Regions from separate parts of the Rattus norvegicus genome. Here region 2 is linked to region 1. Evidence: chromatin contacts called from public Hi-C data. All regions are on one chromosome and are shown on one strand. The core of a region is the stretch at or near the end of the contact, and the rest is flanking DNA. Distances in the headings are between cores, read along the strand shown.

Evidence for each region. A called contact is a pair of places that touch in the nucleus more often than the background predicts.
Region 2: a contact with region 1 is called in a Hi-C map of liver, with 2.9 times the contacts expected there. The contact joins the promoter of Polr3h here to the promoter of Chadl in region 1. A contact is called at or near these places in 2 of 12 Hi-C or Micro-C datasets (liver and mammary epithelial cells).

The regions. Positions count from the first base shown.
Region 1 is chr7:115,095,744-115,101,038 of GRCr8, forward strand. Chadl (chondroadherin-like) reads right to left here and starts at 1,822. Exons shown (of 6, transcript XM_063264686.1): 1 at 1,486-1,822; 2 at 44-203. The coding sequence starts at 1,493. It overlaps LOC120093698 (a long non-coding RNA gene), which reads left to right and starts at 1,805. Exons shown (of 2, transcript XR_005487271.2): 1 at 1,805-3,437; 2 at 4,288-5,295.
Region 2 is chr7:115,315,785-115,321,402 of GRCr8, forward strand. It overlaps Polr3h (RNA polymerase III subunit H), which reads right to left and starts at 4,097. Exons shown (of 7, transcript NM_001127295.2): 1 at 4,071-4,097; 2 at 3,680-3,804; 3 at 773-869. The coding sequence starts at 3,790.

The sequences.
Region 1 (5,295 bases), core at 572-3,071:
TGCTACACTGCCAACCCATGCTGGGGTTTCCCCCTCTCCTGACCTCAGGGATGGTGTCTGGCACCTCGGTGAGGTTCTGGTGCTGGCAGGTAACATGCCGTCTGGAGTTGTCGCAGACACAGGTTTGTGGGCATCGCTGGGCAGCTACGTTCCAAGCCGGACTCAGGAACATCATAAGCAGCAGCAGGGTGAAGCTCTGGGGCCTCGGAGAGGAGAGTGAGAGCTGCTGTCCATGGGGCATCAATGCTAGTGGGTACTGAACCCCTGGTACAGGACAGCCAACTCCTGCCTCACAGCTCCAGGTCTCCGTTCTCTGAGCACAGGAAAGTGCTGTGACCTGGTTTTCTTCCCTCACCTCGGAGGGGGGGGGGCGCGGGGGGGAGGCAGAAGCTTCTGTAATCAGCCCTGGTTTATTGGGGGTGTGGTTGGGGGGGCTAAGATGTAGAAAGTTCAGAGTCTCGACTCTGCCCAGTGGCTCTGGACTTCAGTTTGGCAGCAGGAGGGAAGGCCCAGACCTAGCCCAGGTTTTAGGGTGAACTGGGAGGGCCAGATGTTGAAGAGCCTGAGAGACCCTGTCATGGTAAGCAGGCAGCCCAGGCCTGTGTCCTCTTGTTACCTGAGTCCACACAGCTGACTGGCCTGCGTGTGACAGGGGACCTGAGGGCCCAGGTTATGTACTGCAGAGCAGATAGCTCTCACATGTCCATTTATTGATGCACCCACCCACACATCCATCCCTCTGCCTCATAATGGCAGCCACTTGCTTGTTTCTTAGGGATGGTTTTTGCCACCATGGCTCTTCTGGCCTCCCCAGTGCTCCACCTGACAGCCAAAGGGAATTTTCCAGACTACAGATAGGATCCTAGTACTCCCCACAGAAAGCTCCCGAGTGTCTAGCTGTCCCCATTAGTGAAAAGTCCCAACTCCTGATGCCTCAAGAAGAAAGTAGAGATTCTCCATCACACACCTCGAGTGGCACTGCCCACGGTACAGGCCCAGCAGCAGTGAATCCTCTCAGCTCCTCCTCTTCTATGCTTGGGTCCCAGGTAAACTCTGAGCTGCCTTCCCTGACGTGGGGCTGAAACACCACCCCATGGACCTCCCCATAGTCTCTCCCAGGATTGCTAATGTCTGGCTTTGTCTCTCTTTAGTACCAGAATTTACCCCATTCTTAGTGCTGGCGGCCTTCTCTAGACTCTGGCTTGAGGGTCAGGGTAGGAAGGGGGCGGTTAGGCTGATACCTGAAGAGAGAAAGGTTCAGGGCAAAGAGGGCTGCCACGGATCCCTGAAGGCTACAAAGGGCAACACCACAGGAACAGCTACATCTGGAGCTGTTTTAGGGGCTACCTCTGAGGTACCTCAGGTACAGGAAGGTCCGGTGGCTCTGCAGCCAGCCTCTTGGACGCATGAGCAGATGTAAGTAGTCATCTCTAGCCATCTAGTTCATCTATGGCTCCCTTGCACCCCCAGGGCCCCAAAACTTACCTCTCCATGCTGACTGGAACTGCCAGCCCCGTCTGGAGGCCCCACACAAGGGAAAGACCAGGGACAGTCCTTGCCTGGTCACCAGCAGTACCCACCCCCCTTTGCCCATGGGCTCAGCAGCCAGGACAGAGCTGAATGGGCAGCATTGTGAGCATCCGGGCAGAGCTGGGGCTTCCCCAGGCTGTGGCCAGGGGGTGGGAGCAGCGGCTGGAGTTACAGGCTGCCTGTGCGGCACAGGCTTAACAACGTGGCCCAGACCGAGTCCTTGGACCAGAGGGTGGGCGTGGGTGGCAATGGGGAGGGGGGGTGCCTGGAGGAGCTTTCGGGTGGGTCAGCATCACTGGACTCCTGCAGACTCTGGGACCCTCTGAAGGAGTATTCAGCAGCTGAAAGTTAAAACCTAGCTCACTAGGCTGCTGCAGGAGTTGAGGTAGGAACCTGCAAACCCAGGCACGCGGCTTCTTTAACTCCTTCCTTTCTGTGAACTTAAGCACTCACATACACTGAAGCTACCACACACAACGTATCTTGCAAGTATTTTCCATCTCACTTTAACGTATTCTTGAGGCTATCTGAATTGATGCCCAGAGCCATATCCATTTCCCAATGGATTATATGGTGTTTTCATTCTATAAACAGATCTGAGGCATAAACCAGATGGTGGTGTACACCTCAGGAGACTGGGACAGAAGGATTAAAAATGTACCAGCTTACCATCGTCTGAGATATTTTAAATAAATTTATTTATTTATTTATTTAAGATGTGGCCTACACGTGTGCAGGGCATTGTAGCATGGCTGGTACCCATAGAGGCCAGAAGAGGGAGCCAGAGCCCCCAAGGTGGGAGCACAGATCTCCATCAACCTCCATTGATTGTTGGGACCCAGGTCCTCTATAAGAGCAGCCAGCGTGCTCAACCAGTGAGCCACCTGTCTGGTCCTGTCTTAGATATTTTATTGCCCCTCCTTTTGTTTTTTGGTTCGTGGTGGAGTTAGAAATTCAAGGCCAGACTTAGGCTATCTAGCAAGTTAAAGGTGCATTTAAGCATGCATCTCTGGAGCACATACACATTTCAAAACTTCCAAGGCTGGACATGGTGGTGCACACCTTTAGTTCCAAGAAAAGCCTGAATCTCTGAATTCAAGGCCAGACACAGCTACACAGTGTGACACTGTCTAAAAAAAGAAAAACAAACCAATCCACAAACCCCCTGCATCAATAGGCTGCACAGCTGGATCCCAGCAAACACTCGTACATTTTCAGACGCACGTTTCTGGCCTGTGGTAGCTTTCATTTTTCAGTTTGCTTGGCCCTTTGAGAGGGGTATTATGTAACCCTGGCTGGATTCAAAGTTGCTATGCATCTGAAACTGATCTTGGACCCTGGCTGCGGCTTTAAAGTGCTGGGACAACAGGTGCGTGCCATCCAGTTTGGCCAGCTTATGCATAGCTGTTTTACTGTTTTTTAAAGTTTCTCTGTGTGGCCCTGGCTGTCCTGGAACTCACTCTGTAGACCAGACTACTGGCCTCAGACTCAGAGATCTGCCTAAGTCTGCCTCCCAAGTGGTGGGATTAAAGGCGTGCACCACCACTGCCCCCAGCTGGGTTGTTTTTGTTTGTTCTCCCAAGACAGTTTCTCTGTAGCCCTGACCGAAACTCACTCTATAGACCAGGCTGGCCTTGAACACAGAGATCCTCCTGCCTTTACTTACTGAGAGCTGGGATCAAAGTGTGCACCACCACTGTCCAGCTTCAGGCTTGTAGTTTTGATTTTTTTCCCCTTATGTTTACAGGTGTTTAGCCTGCATGTTTATGTGTGCCACACACATGCAATGCACATGGAGGCCAGAAGAGGGCAATGGATCCTCCAGAACTGGAATCTCAGATGGCTACAGACCATTTACATGTGTACTGGGAATCAAACCCAGGTCATCTAGAACAGCCTGGTTGTAGGTTTGTTTTGTTTTGTTTTTTTTTAAGATTTATTCATTTATTATATATGAGTACACTGTAGCTGTCTTCAGACACACCAGAAGAGGGCATTGGATCCCATTACAGATGGTTGTGAGCCACCATGTGGTTGCTGGGAATTGAACTCAGGACCTCTGGAAGAGCAGTCGGGTGCTCTTAACCGCTGAGCCATCTCTCCAGCCCCTGGTTGTAGTTTTTAGATTTTTAGTTTTTTTTTTTTTTTTTTTTTTTTTGGTTCTTTTTTTCGGAGCTGGGGACCGAACCCAGGGCCTTGCGCTTCCTAGGTAAGCGCTCTACCACTGAGCTAAATCCCCAGCCCCAGATTTTTAGTTTTTTACATTTATTTGCACATGCAAGTGCGACAGCGAGTGTGAAGGTCAAAGGATAGCTTGCAGGAGTCTGTTCTCCTGTGTGGACTCTAGGATCTAACTCAGGCTTTCAGGCTTGGAAGAAAGTACTTCATCCATTGAGTCCTCTCACTGGCTCTGCTTGGATGTATTTTAAAGAATATCTCACATAGCCTGGGATAGCCTTAAATACACTGTAGCCAAGGATGACCCCAAACACAAAATCCTCTTCCTTTTACCCTATTTCAAGGGGGGAGGGGATGTAGAAAAAAAAAAAAACCTTATTTCTCCTGAAATTATGTGTGCTTTCTTTTTTTTTTTTTTTTTTTTTTTTTTTTTTTTTGGTTCTTTTTTTTCGGAGCTGGGGACCGAACCCAGGGCCTTGCGCTTCCTAGGTAAGCGCTCTACCACTGAGCTAAATCCTCAGCCCCTTATGTGTGCTTTCTGGTCCAGTGAGTACCATTCTTTTTTTTTTTCTTCCCCAGATGGAATCTCTATTGCACCAGCTGCCTTCAAATTCCAGAACTCAAAGCCAGGCAGTGCTGGCACACACCTTTACAACAGTACTCAGGAGGCAGAGACAGTCAGGAGGATGTCTCAGTTCAAGGCCAGCCTGGTCTATAGAGTGAGTTCCAGGACACCCAGGGCTATATAGAGAAACTCTATTTCAAACAAAACAAAATTATGTGCATGGGGATTTGCATGAGTGTAGGTACCCAAGAAATTGAGAAGAGGGCATTGGATTTTCTGGAGCTAGAATTACGGGTAGCTTGAGAGATACCTGACGTGGGTGCTAGGAATGGAAATCCAGTCCTGTTAGAACAGTATGTAGCCCTGGCTGTTCTGGATTCGCTTTGAAGACCATGCTGGTCTAGAACGCCTAGAGATCTGCCTCCCAAAGTTTGGGGATTAAAGGTATGTACCATTTGTAAGTGGACATTTTTGTTTTGTAAAGTTTCGCCTTTTTCCCCAGATGAAATCTCACTCTGAATGCTGCAACCCAGGCTGTTCTCAAATTCAGAGCAATTTCTTTGCCTTGCCTCCCAACCACGTGGACCACCACACCCACATTTGGAGGATCAGTCTTTCTCCATTAGGGTGTGAGCGGTGGGCTTCCTATGGCTTTTACAAGGCATTCTCATTCTTCTCCTAGCTTGAGTGTATGAGACCATGTGCATTCACAAACCTTTGTAGGTCAGAAGTGTGTTAAACCCCCTGAAATTGGACTTAAAGGCTATTGTGGGTTCTGAGCCTAGGCCCTCTGCAAGAGCAGTATATATTCTTAGCTTCTGAGCCATCCTCTAGCCCCAAATCATGGTGTATTTATTAGTTTTTTTTAGCTCTAGTAGGCACTGCAGTTTCACAGCATTTTAGGAGAACCTAGAATGTTGAACACTTGTGGGTTGTTCCTTCAAAGGAAGGGATGCATAACCGGTTGTCCACCCAGAAAGTCAGCTAATAGCCTGATGCCCTCTGCACTCATCTGTGTGGCC
Region 2 (5,618 bases), core at 2,847-5,346, 220 kb after region 1:
ACTGTTGGATAGCCCAGGCTGCCTTGAGGTATAGAATCTACTATCACTGTTGGATAGCCCAGGCTGCCCTGAAGTATAGAATCTACTATCACTGTTGGATAGCCCAGGCTGCCCTGAGGTATAGAATCTACTATCACTGTTGGATAGTCCAGGCTGCCCTGGATCTCCTGGTCCTCCTGTTTCCATCTCCCAGGTGTGGGAATTGCAGGTATGTGTTACCATTCCTGCTCAGAGGCCACACAAGTGCATTTGTGCAGGCCTCACACACATTTATATCATAATATGGAGATCAGAGGAAAACTCTGTACAGTCAGTTCTCTAGATTGTCCAATAGCACATTATTTATCCCGAGCCACTTGCTGGCCCAAAGGACTTGTTTAATTCCTTTAAGTCCCTAGACCCAATTGGCCTGTTCTTCCCCTGCCTTCTGCTTTCCAGCCAGTAACAGTCACAACTCAGGGCCCTTGCCTAGTGGTTTCCATCTCACCATGAAACAGTGAGCAGCGTGGGGGCGGGACAAATAGCAGGGGCACTAGACTGAACCCGAGGGACACACAGGCTGAACCATGATCTAAATCACAAAACTGTAGTGGCTTTGAGAGTATTTCATCCACACTAATGTCTTCCAGGTAAGAAACTAAGGCCCATAGAGGACATGTGTACCCAGTCACTGAAGTCAATTCCTAGAAGAATTAGGACTGGGGCCCAGGTCTCCCACCACCTCAAGAGGAGTCCCAAGAAATATGGTACCCTAGGGAGAGAAGGCACTCACCTTTGGTATGTGATGCTCCATCCCCTGGGAATACGTAGGCATCCTCCAGCTTGGTGATATCAAACAGACAGATGCAGAGTCCCACATTGTATACGACCTATGCACACATATGCACACACAGTGACCCCAGGGCCCGGTCGCTCCAAACCTCACGCTCACAGGCAAGCTCTGCCTCACTGTGGGACCAGCAAGGATACTACTCTGCCTCTCAGCCTCAGCCTTCCACATTCAAACCTGAGACTGCAGCTGGAGGGTTGAGTGGGTAGGATGGACATGAAGTCCGCTGGTGGCTGGGTCAGACCACAATGACAAAGTTTACTGCCCCTGCTTAAGCTTACACTTCCAGTGTCCCCAAGTCTGTGCCCAGATCACAGCCAAGAAGTGTGAGAACTCCACCACTCTCACACCATCGCAGACAGACAGACAGACGGGGCTCCCGCAGGGATTTGTGACCAAAGCCCTTCCACAGACCAGAAGCCCACACGGCCCAAGTCACACACTCTGCTGTTCTAAAGGACTTAGCTCAGTGTCTGCACATCTACCACCAATATTACCCCTAGTCACAGCCCTCACAAGAGCTGCTCAGGGACTAGAGATGCATAGCGCACCTCAGCGTTGGGCAGAGCTCCCTGCAGTGATTTCTGGGGGGGCTTCTCTCACAGGATCGAGTGAACTGGCCTCAACGAGGCATGGTGATCCTTGCCTGTAATCCCTGCAGTTGAGAGGGAGGCAGAGGTATCAGAAGTCCCAATTCTTCCTTGGTTACACAGTAAATTTAAAGCGAGTTCAAGTCCCACGAGATGCTGTCTCAAAAATAAGAGGGAAGATGCTATTGGCAAACCGGCTCAGCAGTCAAGGTGCCTGCCGTCCATCTTAACCGACGCCGGGTCCTGGACCCTTCTCCTCACGAGGTGTGCGATGACCTACTCATGTGTGCTGTGGTTTATACACCACATTCAAAATAAATTCATGTAATTAAAAAAAATAACAAAGAGAGAAGCCCTGGATGCCGTGACTGAATGGGCATGACCTCCACAGGCCCATACACTTGAATGCTGACATCATCAGGAAGGGCTACAACTTGAGAAAGACCAGAAGGATTAGGAGGCGTGGCCTTGTCAGTGGGAGTGGTTTGACTCCCTTGGTAGATGAGGATGTAGCTCTTAGCTACCACTCCAGCACCATGTGTGCCAACATGCCTCTGCCACGATGCTCAAAGACTAAACCTCCGAAACCATACGCAAGCCTCCAGTAAAACACTTTCTCTTGTTGTCCTGGTCATGGTGTTTCCTTACAGCACTAGAACAGCGAGGGCAGCTGGCACACACCTTTAATCCTAGCACTAGGCGGCAGAGGCAGGCAGCTCTGGGTTGAAAGGCCAACCAAAACTACATAGTGAGATCCTGTCCCAAAAAAGGAAAGTCAGCATCGTTTTTCCTCCATCTGACGAGCCTCAGGTCTGTGATATACCCCTTCTTCCGGCCTCGGCCTCCTGTAAAGGATCTACCTGTCTCCTATGTAAAGCCAAACCTGTTCTTTCTTCCTGGCTCTCAGATCACCTCCTACTGACTTGAAAAGAACAACTTGGACTGTAAGGCCCTCCAGGGCTCTGTGGTCCGGCTTCTGTCTACAGTTCCTAGACCAGCCTCTGTGTTCCAGCTACACTGGCATTCTCTGTGCTTTCTTAGATGCCACAGCCCTCCTGCCTCAGGACCCTTGCACATGCTAATTGCGCTGTCTCCACAACTCTTTATACCTAACCTGCTCCAACCATCAAATCAGAGTCTGTCTCTTGGCTTCTCCTCGCCGTCAGCTCTCAGGTTAGTGCTGTTTTCTCAGAAGTCACCAATCTCTTTCATCCCAGGTGGCACACCTCTGTTCTCCAGCTGTGTGAATGCCTGTCCTTCATGGCATCCACCCTGGCTCATTAACAAGGGGACCCTCTCAAGCCAGCTCTTCTTCCTCACTATGCTACACGGGCAGAGTCTCTGTCTCCCCTGCCACGCTCTGGCTAAGTACTGGGGATAATGAAAGGATTACATCAGAGAAGGTCTGTATTCACAGAAAGGGACATAATACAGTAACCAAAAGAATACAAGGAAGGGGCCAATGAGCTGGGTCAGCTGGTAAAAAGCCACCTCTAAACCTGACAGCTGAGCTCAATTCCAGAGAGCACGCACTATCCTCTGACCTCTGTACTCACCCACTTGGACAAACTGAGGCCCAGAGTAGGTGACCTGGCCAAGACTGCACAGTAATTGAAGGAGGAAACAGGCATTTTCCGGTTTCCGTTTTACAAACCCATTTCGTACTCTGTTTTGTTTTCCGACAATACGGAGAATCAAACCTCAAATGTCAAGCAAATTTAAGCACTATTCAACACCCCGGTGTTTTTGGTTTTTTTTAGGTTTTTTTGGTTTTTTGTTTGTCTGTTTGTTTGTTTTTGGTTTTTTGGTTTTTTTTTTTTTTTTTTTTTTGAGACGTTTGTTTCTCCGTGTAGCCATGGCTGAGCTCCCTCTGTAGACCAGGCTGGCCTCGAACTCACAGAGATCCACCTGCCTCTGCCTCTTAAGTAATGGGATTAAAGCCATGCGCTACCACCAGCAGTTTCGATGCTTAATTTGTTTGAAACAGGTTTATTATGTTGCCCACGCTGGCCTCGAACTCAGGATCGTCACAAGCCTTATTAACCCAAGAAGCTGGGATGACAGGTATACACTACTTCGTCCAGCCCATTTACTCCCTTGGGTACACGCTGACATCCAAGTCTGGTTTATAAGGAAGGGAAGGAAAGAAACCCTGACATGAAGTTACGTTAAGTGTGTAAGGCCAAGGCTGAAACAAGGGACGGCCAGACAAGCAGCGGGACCGTTCCGGACACTGCCCGGCAACCCGAGGGCCTAGTACCTTGTTGGCCAATTTCTTGTTCAGCTCCTCAGCAATGGAGTCGTTGAGTTTCCGCTCAAACTGCCACGGGGGTATGCGCACGGTGTCCACCATCTCCACCAGCACGAACATCCTGCGCTAGGGCTCTGGAACCCAAAGAAGCTGTTAAGCACGCGGGGCTGAGAACGGTGAGGGGCTGGGGGTCCCCGAGCTGCCCCCATTCCCTCTCGGATTCTAACAAGCCAAGCCTGCAGCCGAGCCGCGCGGGAGGGCAGGGCCTGGGGTCCCGCTTGCGGATGCCACGCTCCTCTCCCGGAGGAACCTGAGGCCCCATTCCTCCAGGCTTGGAGAAGAGCCGACCCCGTCCCATCCCCGCCCCGACCACTCCGCACCACGCGCGGAAGCCACGCACCATTCACGCGCGTCCAGCGGCTCGGAGGCCCCAACGCAGCGCTAGCCAAACCAAATGAACTCAGCTTCCGGAGAACTGACCAATAAGAAGCATCTGCCCGCCCCTACGGGTCGCAGAGCTAGGCAAGGCTCCTGTGAGGGGAGGAGCCTGAAGGTGGGCGGAGCCGCCTGCACTCTCCCGCTACTGAGAGGAGAGGGGCGGGGTACAGCGCTGAGAGGGCGGGGCCTCGTTCTGAAGCCAGCCAACCCCGGCCACTGAGCGAGTCTGGTTGCTAGGCGATAATTCTGCTCTTCCAGCCTGTCTTTTCTTTTGCACAGCAGCTAGAGAGATCCTTTGAAAATACAAATATAACACGTTCAAAATAGTCTTTACTCGGGCTGGAGAGATGGCTCAGAGGTTAAGAGCACCCGACTGCTCTTCCAGAGGTCATGAGTTCAATTCCCAGCAACCACATGGTGGCTCACAACCATCTGTAAAGAGATCCGATGCCCTCTTCTGGTGTATCTGAAGACAGCTACAGTGTACTTATATATAATAAATAAATAAATCTTTAAAAAAAAAATAGTCTTTACTCCAGACAAGTACCCAAGACAGTGGGCAAAAAAGGGTCACCAGGCCTTTCTGGGTGACAGTAATTTTAAGTGGTGCAATTGATGTATGTACTCACTAAAACTCAGCACACTCCGTCCTTAAACAGCTGAATGCAAACAGTCTCACACTTGTAATGCCAGCACTGAGGAGGTAGAGGCTAGATAATCACTGCAAGTTCAAGACCAGTTTGAGTTACAAAATAAGACTTTGTTTTAGCGGCTCCCTTCCCCGCCGCCCCCCCCCCCCAACACAAAATTTTGGTCAGCCAAACATAGTGGCAAACACACCTGAATTCCAGCACTTAGAAAGTAAAGACAAAAAAAAAAAAAAAAAAAAAAAAAAAACGGGGCTGGAGAGATGGCTCAGTGGTTAAGAGCACTGATCGATTGCTCTTGCCAAGGTCTTGAGTTCAGTTCCCAGCAACCACATGGTGGCTCACAACCATCTGTAATGGGATCCGATACCCTCTTCTAGTGTGTCTAAGGGCAGTGACAGTGTACTCACAGTCGTTCAATAAATAAAATAAGATCTTTTTTAAAAAGACAGAAAAACTAGACATTCAGATCAGCTACTTAGTGAGTTCAAGATCACCCTGGGGTACAAGAGACTTTTTTTTTTTTTGTAACTCTTTCTTTTTATATATTTTTTTAATTTATTTTTATTGGATATTTTTATTTACATTTCAAATGTTATTCCCTTTCCCGGTTTCCAAGACATAAGCCCCCTATCCCCCTCCCCTTCTTCTATAAGGGTGTTCCCCTCCCCATCCAAACCCCCTTCTCTACCCCCAGCACATTCCCCTACACTGAGGGTCCAACCTTGGCAGGACCAAGGCTTCTACCATTGATGCCCAACAAGGCAGGCCTTCCTCTGCTACATATCCAGTTGGAGCCATGAGTCAGTCCATGTATAGTCTCTGGGTATTGAGACACTTGCTTTTAAAAAAAAAAAAAAAAA